Regions from separate parts of the Sus scrofa genome. Here regions 1 and 2 are each linked to region 3. Evidence: chromatin contacts called from public HiChIP or PLAC-seq data. All regions are on one chromosome and are shown on one strand. Each heading gives the region's core, a stretch centred on a gene start, on an enhancer-like site or on the middle of the called end of the contact. The rest is flanking DNA. Distances are from core to core; before and after follow the strand shown. Region 1 overlaps LAMC1 (laminin subunit gamma 1). Region 2 overlaps LAMC2 (laminin subunit gamma-2). Region 3 has its middle 7.7 kb from the start of SHCBP1L.

What was found. HiChIP or PLAC-seq counts read pairs in DNA pulled down with a chosen protein or histone mark.
Region 1: a contact with region 3 is called in an H3K27ac HiChIP or PLAC-seq map of skeletal muscle. The contact joins two enhancer-like sites. A contact is called at or near these places in 4 of 47 Hi-C or Micro-C datasets (fetal skeletal muscle, psoas muscle, skeletal muscle and 1 more) and 1 of 2 datasets of contacts at active chromatin or transcription factors (skeletal muscle).
Region 2: an H3K27ac HiChIP or PLAC-seq map of skeletal muscle shows a contact between it and region 3. The contact joins two enhancer-like sites. A contact is called at or near these places in 1 of 47 Hi-C or Micro-C datasets (epiblast stem cells) and 1 of 2 datasets of contacts at active chromatin or transcription factors (skeletal muscle).

The regions. Positions count from the first base shown.
Region 1 is chr9:124,404,856-124,407,555 of Sscrofa11.1, reverse strand. It overlaps LAMC1 (laminin subunit gamma 1), which reads right to left. Exons shown (of 29, transcript NM_001271715.1): 29 at 1,589-2,700. Among named protein-coding and RNA genes, the nearest start is that of LAMC2, 21 kb to the left of the region's middle. Within about 2 kb of position 1,310, at least 10 of the 83 cell types and tissues checked have an H3K27ac peak or open chromatin away from gene starts, as enhancers often do. A contact at or near this core is called in skeletal muscle, where this site is marked.
Region 2 is chr9:124,461,945-124,464,644 of Sscrofa11.1, reverse strand. LAMC2 (laminin subunit gamma-2) reads right to left here. Exons shown (of 26, transcript XM_021063802.1): 7 at 1,328-1,426. Among named protein-coding and RNA genes, the nearest start is that of LAMC2, 36 kb to the right of the region's middle. Within about 2 kb of position 1,349, at least 2 of the 83 cell types and tissues checked have an H3K27ac peak or open chromatin away from gene starts, as enhancers often do. A contact at or near this core is called in skeletal muscle, where this site is marked.
Region 3 is chr9:124,228,165-124,230,864 of Sscrofa11.1, reverse strand. No RefSeq gene overlaps it. Among named protein-coding and RNA genes, the nearest start is that of SHCBP1L, 7.7 kb to the right of the region's middle. Within about 2 kb of position 1,349, at least 1 of the 83 cell types and tissues checked has an H3K27ac peak or open chromatin away from gene starts, as enhancers often do. A contact at or near this core is called in skeletal muscle, where this site is marked.

The sequences.
Region 1 (2,700 bases), core at 61-2,560, 180 kb before region 3:
AATGTCCACTTCAATTAAACCTGCTCAGTGTAAACAGGCAAAATTACCTGTCATTCACAGCTGTCTCATTTGTTCCCAGAAGCTACTGGCCTGGAGAGATTTGATCTTTCCTTGGTGCGTCCTTTCTCAGCTTACATGGAAGGTGCCACCCGCTTTCCTACTTCAAGATGCTCCTGGATGCCAGTCCTGTCTTCTCCAGACATTCCATTTTGAGCTTAATGGAAGTGGTGCCGCTGAATTCAGATCTACTGAGAGGGGCTGGAATGCTTACGGAAGGGGTAGACTTTTGGGGATATTTTGAATCAGGTTATGCTAACCCAACTCTGGAGAAACCTCTGACTCTGAAATAACAAAAGGAATAGGGGACAAGGTTTTAAAACCCTACTCAACCCTCTGACACAGTAACTACAGACATGTATTTGCAGCTGAATCACAGCCTCCAAGGGGGTGAGGAACAGGGTGTGTAAGAAAGCTGGTAACTGGTGCCCTCTAAAGCTCTCTCCAAGGAAGTCTACTGAGGAGAGCACAGATTATTCGTGGCAGGTGTCATGGTCATACCTATTTACATGATGGGGAAGGCGGCATGACATCCGCAGGGACTCGGCTACAAACAGAGCCAAGAGTAGAGCAAAGCCTTCCTGCTGGCTCCTAGTTTCTCCAATTTTTTTTTTCCATTTTTTTCTCTTTACAGCCACACCCACAGCAAATGGAAGTTCCCAGGCTAGGGGTCAAATTGGAGCTGCGACCAAGGCCTCTGCTACAGCCACGGCAACACCAGATCCAAGCTGCATCTGCGACCTACTCTGCAGCCTGCGGCACGCTGCATCCTTAACCCACTGAGCGAGGCCAGGGATCAAGCCTGCATCCTTACAGACACCAGTCAGGTTCTTAACCTGCTGAGCCGCAACGGAAACTCCTCCTCCAAACGTCTTCACCCGGCCTAGGTTAGTCAAGTGGGCCAGCCCTCCTGAAGGCCTGCTGGTCCAAGCACGTTACTTTTCTTTTTCCATTACGTCTGAGTGTGTTTTCTCAGTATCCGAAGAACGTACCTGTAGTTTAGCTAAAGACGGGTATTTAAAAGGTGGGAAGACAACTCTTCATACACAGCTGCTAATTTAGGAAGCCCGAGTAATTTGAAAACAGTCCTCAGTAGTCATTAATCAAGTATTGAGACTACACCAGGAGGTCTGGTAAACCCCAGCCCGCAGGCCCGGGCCTGTCTCTGTAAATAGTTGTCCTGGACCACAGCCACGTTCGGCCGTTTACAGATTGTCCTCGGCTGCTTTCCTGCTACAACAGCAGAGCAGGTGTTATAGATGGAATGGTCTGGAAAGCCGGTAACATTTACGATCATGCTCTTATCAGAAAGAGTGTGGTAACCTCTGGACTACATCGAAGTATCCTAATCTGAGAGAGGTTAAAAACATTTTATATGTACATAAATAAATACCTGTCCTCACAGGCACACACACTGGATTGTTCCCAGGAAAATAGATAAGCCAAAGAACACATGCTGAGGCGTTTTCCCTTAGTCATACTGTTTAAAGCATCATAAACGCCCTGTATCACACTCAGGCCACACCAAGTGTAAAGGGTTACAAATATTCAGATTTTATTATAAATAAAATACTGTTTTTTTAACATAAAAAATGCCAAGTGTTGCATTTTATTTACCACCCCGGAGAGCAAGACTGTAGAGATTAAGGCGAACAGCTAAAGTGAAGGCACATGGAAAAGGGCCACAGTTGGAATTCAAAGGCAAAGTTCCAGGGTACAGCTGTCTTTGTCCCCTATGCCACCCAGCATTCTGCAGCAGCCACCTTGTCTGTTTTATTACATAAAGTACAGATAAACTGGGACTATACAGTAATATAATGGCTATATTGCAGGAGTGTAATGAAGGTATCATCTTATAAAGGACTTTTATTTTAAAAATACACTTCTGTTTAAAAATATACCACACAGATGGAAAAGGAGAAAAGAAATGACAACGACGACAACAACAAATCGCCTGAATTTCACCGTGGCTAAGACCGACTGGAGGGAACTTGACCCGCAGGCTAGATGGAAAACGACCTTCGCAGTCTATCTTTGGTCCTTTTCCTGCAACCTTGACCAAGACGTCTGTTAGTACACGGCTGCTGAACCAGAGGAACTGGCTAGGAAACACCGACGGGAACAACGTGGTCAGGAAGAGCCAGGCCCTCTGCAACAGGATGCTTAGGAGGATCCCGACCTCGGTAGTCAACGGTGGGATGCAAGGAGACAGAACGGGGAGAAGCGGCTTCGACACCTCTCCCGCTCCTCCTGTCTGCAGCACCATCTCTGATGCCTGCGCGCTCAGTAATTATGCACCCTCTTGCAAAAATGACCCATCCAGCGCACCCAACTGCCAGAAAGAGCATTTCTAGCTCACTCCTGTTGAGACGCACAGCCATGGCGAAGATGCCCTTTCCTAACTCCATCCCTCCCTGTCAAGCCAGCATCCCTGCTGTGGAGCAGACACGGAGGACATGATGCTACGGTTGAGGACCGTCAGGTCTGCAGGGGAAGAGGGCTCGAGGTACCTCTTTCTCGTGGCTGTGTGTAGAGGAAAGCAGGTGGACGTGAATGTTAAGAGAACGGACATGCTGCAAACACAAGGCGAAGAGCCAAGCAACGGGGAACAAATTCAATCCAAAGACGCGCAGATGGGAGGGA
Region 2 (2,700 bases), core at 100-2,599, 230 kb before region 3:
GTTTAAAAAAATCATTAGAGTTTCTGTGGAGGAAACCTGTAGATTAAAAGAGATGAAAAAACAAGGAAGAAAGAAGGGATGCAGCAGAAGGAAGGGGAAGAAGGGAGGACGGGAGGGGGAGAGGAGGAGACAGAAGGGGGAGAGGGAGTGATGGGTGGAGGGGAACGGAGGGGAGGGAATCAGGCAAAACTAACCCACAGTGTTTAAGGGTGTTCTTGGGTGATAAATTATGAAGAAAAGTAAGGAAGTCAGAACAGTGGTCGCTTCTAGGCAGGAGGGAGGGTGTCACAGGACTGGCACATTTTTTAGCAAAGGTCTATTTCAGGTAATTGGGGGTACTGACAACATTTATTTTACATGGCTTTCGATTTCTGTGTTATATTTTGAAATGAAATATGTCTTCAAAAAGTGACTCTTATAACACCTAAGCCCCATTTCCCTACCCCCACCTGAGCAGCAAAGAACCCCACACACACCCCCCACCCCCCACCCCCCACCCCCGGCTAGGAATGCACCTGGCACTTCCTCTGCCCAGGTATAAGTGATTGGCAGGATGCCAAAGAACTGCTTTCTTTCTTTTAAGGAAATAAAGAGAAAGCTTTTTCCTTTGGGGCCCACCTCCCAGCCTTCGACTCACAAGTCTCAGGGGGTGTGGGGAAGAGTTTTAAGTCTGAGCACAGTTTGTGCTTAAGGAATTTCCTGCAGCAGCAACTGAGGATGGATCAGCCTCATTGCATCTCCTGCCCCAATGCGGCTTGGGACCCACAGAGGGTTCTCACCTTTTCCCCTGGTGTGTGTGCCTGTGCACACGTGTGTGTGTGTGTGTGTGTGTGTGTGTGTGTGTACTCGAGCACACACACCCTCCTACCCACCATCCCATCCCTGGGCAGTCCTTCTCTGCACATGATGGTTATACATGGCCATACGCTGCAATATCCCCTCTTACTAGGATTTGCCCATGTTTAATGAGGCCAGGCCTCTTCTGGGACCAAGTCGAGTCATGTGACCTCATGGCTGCATACCACCCTGTATTGGGAGCACCTGGGATTCAGAGCCTGCTGGCCAGGGCACTCTCTGGGGCCGCTGTGCCTCTGCCCCAACATAAACAAAGAGAAGGGATCCACAGCAAAAGTGTGGAGTTCAGTAAGATTTAGGGGCTTGGTTGTCACTTATTTTAAAGCCTGGTCTTTGAGGACAGAGGGCAGGAAGAAGGTCATCAACATTTGTTAAGTGTCCCCTTGCCATAACTGCACTCAGAGGATGAATTCTCACGCTAGTGGCCAAGGACTTTCCCTGCTGTGTCTGTCAGGTCACAGTTCACACAGACCTGTCACAGCGCTCTCCGGTGACAGCTGGCTTGCAGACACAGTGGCCTGCGTCACAGGGCCCCAAGATGCCAGCTGGGTCACAGTCACACTTGGAGTCTCTGGGAAAGAAGGAAAAGAAACTCAGCGATGTCTTTCCAAAGGCTTTGCAACTATACACATACAGATCTAGCGCTCACAAGCAAATGTCACCGACTTGAGTCCATCTTTCATCTTCAGTGAGGCCTCTCTTGGATATTCCTGTCCATGCCCATCGCTCTCAGACCCCTGAAGAATTCATTTGGCCATGCAAGTGCTACTCAAAGCGTGGTCTGTGGACAGCAGCCAGTCGAGGCAATGTTTGCTACCCACTCCTAAAGAGAGGAGGGGTTTGCACCAGAAGGTAAACCCAACGCACCACTCAACTGTCTACTTTGGTTGACTATTTGGGTCAGTTGACATTTTTTTAAAAATTATCACCTATTTCTCTATCGTTGAATTCAACAGTGTCTGCTTTCACCATGACTGATTCCATCTACTTGCTGTTGGGGGTTCATTTAGTTCTTTCTTTTGGTAACACGTCTATTGACCCATAATTCATACCACTCAATTCACTCATTTAACGTGTACGATTCAATGGTTCTTAGTTGATTCTCAGAGTTGCGCAACCCGCGCTACGGCAGGTTTGGAACCTTTTTATCACTCCACAAAGAAACCCTGTGTCCTTTAAGAATCACCCCCATTTCTTCCCCTTCCCCCAGCTCTAGGCAACCACTAACCAGCTTTTTGTCTCTATAGATTTGTCTTTTCTGAACATCTGCTATAAATGGAATCATACAACATGTGGTCTTTTGTGTTTGATTTCTATCACTTAGCATGTTTTCAAGGTTCATCCATGTTACCGTGTGTCAGTAGCTCATTCTTTTTATGGGTGAATAAAATCCCATCACACGAATATGCCACATCTTGTTCATCCCTCATCAGCTGATGGACATCTGGGTTGTTGCCCTGCTTTAGCTATCATGAATACCGCTAATGTGAACATTTGTGTACAAGTTTCTGTACAGATACATATATTTTCATATCTCTTGAATATATACCTAGGAGTGAAATTGCTGTTAGTTTTACTGAATTTTTTTTTTTTTGGTTGCAAGACTTTCACAATGAAAAAAGTCAATATTTAGTATTTTCATTATTATTATTATTTTTGCTTTTTAGGGCGGCACCCATGGCATATGGAGGTTCCCAGGCCAGGGGTCAAATTGGAGCTATAACTGCAGGCCTACCCCACAACTACAGCAACACAGGATCCAAGCTGTGTCTGCGACCTACACCACAGCTCAGGGCAACGCTGGATCCTTAACCCACTGAGCAAGGCCAGGGATCAAACCCGCAA
Region 3 (2,700 bases), core at 100-2,599:
GTTTTTTTTTTTGTCTTTTTGTCTTTTCTAGGGCTGTACCCACAGCATATGGAGGTTCCCAACTAGGGGTCTAATTGAAGCTGTAGCCACCGGCCTATGCCAGAGCCACAGCCAATGCAGGATCCGAGCCATGTCTGCAACCTACACCACAGCTCACGGTAACGCTGGATCCTTCACCCACTGAGCAAGGCCAGGGATCGAACCTGCAACATCATGGTTCCTAGTCGGATTCGTTAACTACTGAGCCACAACAGGAACTCCTCATTTTTTTCTTTTTACAGCCCCAACTGGGGCATATGGAAGTTCCCAGGCTAGGGGTTGAATGAGATCTGCAGCTGAGGCCTATGCCACAGGATCCAAGCCGTATCTGTGACCTATGCCACAGCTTGCAGCAACACTGGGTCCTTAACATGCTGAGCCAGGCCAGGGATGGAATCCACATTCTCACATACACTATGCTGGGTTCTTAACCCAATGAACCACAACAGGAACTCATATATATCATTTTTATCTCAATACAACTAGAAGAAAAAATAATTTGGTTCTATGGCTCAAAACCAGAATAGGAAACTTACCTGTTTTACCAAAAACCTGTTGGCTTTATGAATATACACGATGTAAATTATCCATTATTGGTTTTTTAAAGTAGAAGGATTTTTTTTTTTTTTTGTCTTTTGTCTTTGTTGTTGTTGTTGCTATTTCTTGGGCCGCTCCCGTGGCATATGGAGGTTCTCAGGCCAGGGGTTGAATCGGAGCTGTAGCCACCAGCCTACGCCAAAGCCACAGCAACGCGGGACCCGAGCCGCGTCTGCAACCTACACCACAGCTCACGGCAACGCCGGATAGTTAACCCACTGAGCAAGGGCAGGGACCGAACCCGCAACCTCATGGTTCCTAGTCGGATTCGTTAACCACTGCGCCAAGACGGGAACTCCCTACAGCAGAAGGATTTATTGGCCCATATAGCAGAAGAGCCCAGAGTGGGTTCCAAGCTTCAAGCAGAGTTGGATCAGGGCTTTGGCTTTTTCTTTCTCTGTCCTCATTGGTGCTGGCTGTGTACCCAGGCTGACTCTCTTCCTGGCTATAAGAAACATCTCAGCAGGAAATGATCTTATGATTTCATTGTAGGTTTACTGAACTGTTTTACTTTCCTTCGAAATCCAGCAGGTGCTGCATTATTACAAAAATGGTATTTGCGTATTTGACAAATGGTTCTTCAAAGCATCAAAGTGCTAAAGCACCAAACTTTTGATGCTGGACAATGAATAAGGGGTAATATGAGGGCTGTGGACACTCTCACTGTCCAAGAGCATGTGGTCTCTTCAAGTTGAACAGCTGTGTTGGTCACTCATCAGGGAAGCACCCAAGCCTTTGCTTATTTGGAAGACCTGGCACTTAGAGCTAAGCCTTCCTACATTATCACATGGCCAATTTTCTTCAGAGTCCTATCATGATTGATTATTTTAAGAGATGTGGAAAATGAAGCAATGGATATTTTAAAATATCAAGACTTATTTCTATGAACATGGACAGAGCCTAAACAATAACATGAAAAAAATTTTCAAATGTATCATTCTCTATTACTGTATTTTATTACGCACGGTAGTTCTATTTCTAGTCTGATTGTTAAGCAAAGGAGTCAATTTGTATGCTGGCCTAAAATTGCACTGACACGTTCTCCATAGCATAGCCTCTGTCTTCCAGTATGTGGGTCCACATACGTGTGTGGCCTGTAGGGTGGGGGGTGGAGTCAGGGGGATGGTCAGGGAAGTGAGAATAAGCTACTGCTGCTGAGGTCAGCAGCAGGTAACAATCTAAGTGCATCTATGCGCCAACCACGGTTTTGAGCTTTTTTAACAGACATTATCTCAATTAATTCTTATAACCACCCAGTGATACGATTTCTATCATGTTCCCATTTACAGAGAGAAAACCAAAGTTCAGAAAAGCAAGTACATTTCTCAAAGTTGCCTAGCTACAAAGGGGTTAATCGGAGCTCTCTTCCTCCAGAGCCTGAGGGCTCAAATACTAGCCTGAAATGGCTTCCAGTGCTCTTTCCTCTGAAGTTGGCTGCTTGATGGTCCCTAGCAATGCAACGAGAGATGTTTCCCACCTACATTCTGTGCCCTCTGAGAAGCCTTTTCTCTGAGGGATCCATAGATTTATGTTTAGAATAGAAGAGCTTGCCCACGTGTTTTTCTCCTCCAGGAAACACTGTATTTCCTTTAGTCTAATGGCCTTCTTCCCTTTTCATATAATTCAGTATGCTTCAAACTTAATCAAGAAGCTATTATTTGATTCTTTAAAATCTGTTTTTCTAATTGTGATACAAATACCACACAAATTGAAAACTTTTACGAAAAAGAAAACATGGAAATACGTAAAGAACCACATAAAATCCCCTAAAACTCCTAAATAATATTATTAACATTCTCTGGCATTTTCTTCTAGTATATACAGCTTCGTATTTTGTTTTTATTTAATATATGGTTATATGGTAAACATTTTCTCATAATTCTTGAAGGCAACTCTGTTTATCTGAGTCAACATTATATTTCCAGGACTTAGCAGAGTACCTGGGAATACAGCAGTCAGCATCTAATTAGGTGGTTTTTTTTGTGTGTGTGTGTCTTTTTTTTTTGCGCTGCCCCCCACGGCACATGAAGGTTCCCAGACTAGGGGCCGAATCTGAGCTGTAGC